Regions from separate parts of the Oryctolagus cuniculus genome. Here region 1 is linked to region 2. A link is a contact called in public Micro-C data. All regions are on one chromosome and are shown on one strand. Each heading gives the region's core, a stretch centred on a gene start, on an enhancer-like site or on the middle of the called end of the contact. The rest is flanking DNA. Distances are from core to core; before and after follow the strand shown.

Region 1 (2,700 bases), core at 182-2,681, 93 kb after region 2:
TGAGCAGAGACCTTGTCCCCAGAGGTCAAGTTCAGGGACAGGGCTGAGAGCTGTTTCAGGTCCTTCTGATGGACGACAGACCCCCCACCTCCCAGGCCCCTTCCACACACAACGTAGCCTTCTGCCCCTTGCAGGCCAAGAGCCTGTGCTGGGAAACTCAGACCCCTGGACCGTCCACACAAAGCCATGAGGCCGAGGGACCCTAGTGGTAGCCTCAGCCACCTGCGCCTCATCATTTCATGCTCCCCTTTGGCTTAGTGGGCCCCCCATATACTCGATCACACGTGCACACACTCACATGCACACACATATGCATGCATGTATGTACGCACACACACAGTGTAAACGGAAACAGGTCCCTATTTTGCAAAGACCTCCAGGTGCCCCGCATCCAGAGCAGAGCTGCTGGACACAGACAAGGCAGTTTCTGGAACACAGAACCACACTCTGGCCTTTCTTCAACTTGGAATTCACTCAGGGATTCTGAACCACAGGCTCTTCCCCGAGGTTCCTAGATCGAGACTCTGACAGCAACTCAAGACCCATCCAGGTCACAATTCTGCAAGTGTCATTGTCCAGTCTTTCAGGAAGGGCCCACCATGCCCGGAAGGGATTCAGGTCAGGTCCAGTGCCTTGTCCACCCGGCCTGGCTCGGGCTCCCCATCCGGGGCAGGGGGGAACCCGCGGGCTCGCCCCAGATGGCCCCAGGGAGCAGGGACTTGGCACAGTGCGCTGGGCTCCAGTGACCCGACTACCCACGCAGCACACTAAGACAGCGTCCCCATTCCCCGGGCCACCCGCAGGGGTCTCTGGGCTCACCTCGTGGCCCCCAGGAGCACCCTCCTCAGGGAACCCAAGGGCGCCCCCGCCCATCCCAGCGTCAGTGCAACTGGAGTCGCTTCCCAGCCCCGCGTGCGCAGCCCCTCTCGGCTCCGTGGCGTCCACATCCGTCCCCTGTCGCCGTACCCCCTCGCACCGTCGCCCGCAGCCTCGCACGCTCTGCTCCGGTTTGCTGAGACGGAGCGAGAGCTCCCAGTGGTCGCCACGCTGGGACGGGGACCCTGTGGGAGCGGTCGCGCGGTCCCCAGTCGCGGGCGCTCGGCTCGGGACGCGGCGCCCCGGCGGCTCCTCCCTCCTGCCGCGCGGCCGGGGCCTGCTGTGTCCACCCGCGGGGGCGCACGGCCACCCGCCCACACCCGCGCGCGCCGCTCACCTCGGGGGCACCGGTCCAGTCGCGCCGGTCGCGCCGCCGCGGCGCCTCCGCATCTCCCGGGCGGCCGCCCGCAGCCCTCCGCGGGCCCGGCCGTCCCCTCCGCGCGCGAGCGAGGCCCGTGCGGACGCGCGGAGCCAGCGGGGTCCTGGCGCCCGCAGCCGAGCAGGAAATTTGTGCGGCCGCGTCCCGCCGCCTCCTGGGCTCGCGCGCGGCCCGGGCTCCGCGGCGGGGGCGGGGGCCTGGCGCTGCGAGGAGCGGCGGCGACGCCTGGTGCCCGGCGTGGGGAGCGCACCCCGCGCGCCCGCCCCTCCTGGGGCGGTGGCCCTGCCGGGCGGGGCGGGGCCTGAGGCCCTGGCGCACCTAGGCGCTGGAGGACGTCACTTTGCTGGGGCTGTGTCCCTTCCGGGGAGACCCGGGGCCGGCACCTGGGCCCTGGTGCGTTTGAGGGTGCATGGAGAGCACAAATGCGGCCTTGTCCCACGCCTCCTGGGAACCCTGTCTAGGGTCCCGCAGAGGCCCCAGGGGAACGCGGGGCTCCGGGTTCCACCTGTGATCTGGAGAAGCTGAGAGAGGTGCAAATCTGGTGGCTTCCAAAGAAGGAATCAGGGTGAGGAGCCCGGGAGAGAGCCCAGGCCTGCTGGTCCTGGAGACTCGGTCCGGAGCCTTTATGGAGGCTCGGAGCCAGGTCCATTCCAGGGTGAAGGACTAGGGTGCCGCTGAGACTCGGCCTGAGCCCCTGTGTCCTCCCCGTGGGTTGGGTGGAGGCCCAGCCCCGCTGAGGGACACTTCCTTCCCAGGGGCCACCTGGCTCTTCAGCCTCATGGGTGAGTCGCTGAGTGTCTGAATGGCGGTAAAGTGGTACTAGGTTGGCCAGCCTGGCCGCACCTGGAGCCCCCGGCCACTCTCAGAAGTGTGGCACTTGTTCTGGCCACAGCTGCAGACCCAGAGACTGGGGAACAAGGGGCACCCACTGGCTGAGACCACCCAGTTGGCATGCCCAGCACATGGCTCCCTTGCACAGGGTGCTCAGAGCTGTGGCACAAGTGGGGACCGCAGCTTGGCTGCCTTCCCTGCCCCCACCTGTCCCTGGGACCTTGCCTGACCCCAGAGCTCCAAACCCCAGCCATGGGCAAATGGCTCTGGAGAGCTATCTCCCGGGACCCCTCCTCCTGGCTCAGCTCCTGCCGGCTCACCCCTGCCTCTCAGACCTCACTTGGCTCCTGCTCCGATTCTGCGCAGTCATGCCTCGGCCGGGTCCTCCTCCAAGTCCAGCTGCTGGCTAGCTTCCCGGTGTCTTCCGCCTGCCTCCTCTCCTCTCACAGCCTTCACCTCTCTGCTGACTGACTGCAGTGCCCAGATTCAGACCTGCCCTCCCAGACAACCCCTTCACACATCGTCTGGAGACCCTGGCAAAGTTGAAAGCCAGGTCACACGAGCCCTCCTGTTAAGTCCGTTTAGCACAAACTCGAACTGCTGTGAGGCTCTGG
Region 2 (2,901 bases), core at 303-2,802:
CAAGCCAGGTCCAAGTCTGCTCCACTCCAGCAGGGGGATGTCCTGGTGATGCCCACACAGTGACGCCTCCTCCCACACCACAGGTGGTGATGCCCACACACACACAGTGACGCCTCCTCCCACACCACAGGTGGTGATGCCCACACACACACAGTGACGCCTCCTCCCACGCCACAGGTGGTGATGCCCACACACACACAGTGACGCCTCCTCCCACGCCACAGGTGGTGATGCCACACACAGTGACGCCTCCTCCCACGTCACAGGTGGTGATGCCCACACACACACAGTGACGCCTCCTCCCACGTCACAGGTGGTGATGCCCACACAGTGACGCCTCCTCCCACGTCACAGGTGGTGATGCCCACACACACACAGTGACGCCTCCTCCCACGTCACAGGTGGTGATGCCACACACAGTGACTCCTCCTCCCACGTCACAGGTGGTGATGCCCACACACACAGTGACGCCTCCTCCCACGTCACAGGGGGTGATGCCCACACAGTGACGCCTCCTCCCACGTCACAGGTGGTGATGCCCACACACACACAGTGACGCCTCCTCCCACGTCACAGGTGGTGATGCCACACACAGTGACTCCTCCTCCCACGCCACAGGTGGTGATGCCCCCACACACAGTGACGCCTCCTCCCACGTCACAGGTGGTGATGCCCACACACACAGTGACGCCTCCTCCCACGTCACAGGGGGTGATGCCCACACAGTGACGCCTCCTCCCACACCACAGGTGGTGATGCCCACACACACAGTGACGCCTCCTCCCATGGCACAGGTGGTGATGCCCACACACACAGTGATGCCTCCTCCCACACCACAGGTGGTGATGCCCACACAGTGACGCCTCCTCCCACGCCACAGGCAGCAGGTGCACCCTGCTGACTCCTGAGCCGAGAAGGATCCCAGCCAGCAGACAGCCGTTGTGGGAGGAGGTTGCGGCATGGCTTCCTTCCGGACTGGGTCCTGGTAGAGGTTCTCTGAGCTGGGTCAGGTCTTCCTGATCCGGGTCCTGGGGAGATTTCTCACCGGAGCTTTTCAGCAGTGCAAGGGTAATGCTGGATCTGTCCCTGTCCAGGCTCACCAAGAGGCCAGGTCAGGCCTCCCAGGCAGAGGAGTTAGGATGATCGGCAGGGAGCTGCTGCTCTCCCAGTGACCACAAGGCCTTGGGGTTCCTGCTCTCCAGAACTCAGCCCAGCACCTGGCCGGGAGGCTCCAGGAGCAGCCAGGAGCCTGGACAGATCCCCACCACGGGAGAGAGGCAGGCTGGGGCGCATGTCTGGGTGCTGGGCCTCGTCCCCCTGCCTCCCAGAGCCTCTCTCCTCCATGGCCGGAAGCACAGGCCCGCCATTCAGGTGGTTGAGGAGCAGACCATGCTGGACCATACTGGCCCATGCTATGCTCTGACCTGGCAGGAGAGGGACAGCAACGCTGCACCCTGCAAGCTCAGGGCGCCACCTCTGCACCTGCATGTTCAAGCATCCACAGTTGCTAAGCACCTGCTGAGGCTGGGTACAAGCCACGGGACTGTCTGGGGTATGTTCCCTGTGTGTGCTGCTTCGGCGCATGCGCCACGCTTGACCATGTCGGAGATGACCAGCAGGTGGCGCCATTGGGGAAGCCATAGAGAGGTCCACTGCTCTGGCTGGCGCTCCCAGGCCCCGGCCTAGAACCTTCGTAACTGCATGTCTCAAGGTCACACTCCAGAGGGGGGCATCTTTCCAGGGTCACTGCCCACACGTGGCATCTGCATTTCCTCCCTTCCCCACATAAGGACGTCACTCGTGCCAGATCATTTATTTTCCAACCATGTTTTTTTCTCCATTCCCTTGCTATGTTGAGAGTGATTAATTAGCAACCCTCACACCCATTCACCTCCGTGACCTCTGCCTCGGTCAGCAAGCTGCACCGCTGAATGGCATCTCCTGGCCTGCAAGGAGGGCAAGGACTCACCCCCACACGGACGCTGCGAGCCAGGAGACTGGCTTTCTCCCCACGGCATCCATCCCTCCACGCACAGCAAAATCAATTATTCTGAAGACAGCTCACAGGACGGCAACTTAAGGCAGGCACTGTGCTGGGGGCAGAGCTGTCTCCGGGACACCTGCCTGCCGCCTGTCTGTGGCCTAAGGGGTCAGTTTCGCTGCTGAACAAACCGGCTGATGAGCTGGGAGCCACTGCAGGGAGGAGGCGTGGGGAGAGGGGAAAGAGAGAGGCAAAGAGGCAGCGAGGAAGGAAGGGGGGGTCCTTGGAGGCAGAGCAGGCTGGCCAGTGCCTGAGCTGGGGACAGCAGGGCCCCTTCCCTGAGGAGGGGAGGGTTCCTGTGCCCAGGGAGGAGAACAGCCTTTTCATTCTCCAGGGGAAAGCGTCAGTGGCCCAGGCCAAGCCGTTCTCTGCTCCTGATAGCAGAACTGGGAACCGGCTGCACACCCCCAGCGGTGCCACGCTCAGTGTGCAGGGGCTCAGCACCTGTAAAAGGGGGAGTCCCCTTCTGGGGTGCAGACACATGGGGCCAGGAACCAGCAGGCCAATGTGCATCAGTACTGCAAACCGGCCGGCTGAGACTGGCAAGAGGGGCTGGCCTGGTGCACCAGGGGCTGAGGGCTGCCCTGAGGGGCTCGGGGTGAAGGGCCCTCGGCATCCTGGCAGGCTCTAGGGTCAGGGACCGTGAGCCCCCGTCTGCCGGGGACCGATCAGTTCAAGGCTGTTTGCTCAGTGCGATCGGCGGCTGCACCCGCTTCCCTCTCCAAAGCGGCTTGGACCATGGAGTCTACGTGTGCACCTGCCTGTGAGCCAGGGACGTGGTGAGCCACGACCCCGAGGCTGGGGAGAACGCTTGTCCTTTTAGGGGGAAACTCACCCGAACAGTGGCCTGCTAGGTAACC

What was found. Hi-C and Micro-C count contacts between places; a contact is called where the count stands out from the background.
Region 1: a Micro-C map of ear pinna shows a contact between it and region 2, with 14 times the contacts expected there. The contact joins the promoter of PTPRE here to the enhancer-like site in region 2. A contact is called at or near these places in 3 of 6 Hi-C or Micro-C datasets (ear pinna, psoas muscle and an unstated tissue).

Annotation. Positions count from the first base shown.
Region 1 is chr15:4,017,784-4,020,483 of mOryCun1.1, forward strand. PTPRE (protein tyrosine phosphatase receptor type E) reads right to left here and starts at 1,432. Exons shown (of 21, transcript XM_051833517.2): 1 at 1,214-1,432.
Region 2 is chr15:3,924,784-3,927,684 of mOryCun1.1, forward strand. The region is part of intron 2 of PTPRE (protein tyrosine phosphatase receptor type E); the gene reads right to left. Among named protein-coding and RNA genes, the nearest start is that of PTPRE, 93 kb to the right of the region's middle. Within about 2 kb of position 1,553, at least 1 of the 8 cell types and tissues checked has an H3K27ac peak or open chromatin away from gene starts, as enhancers often do.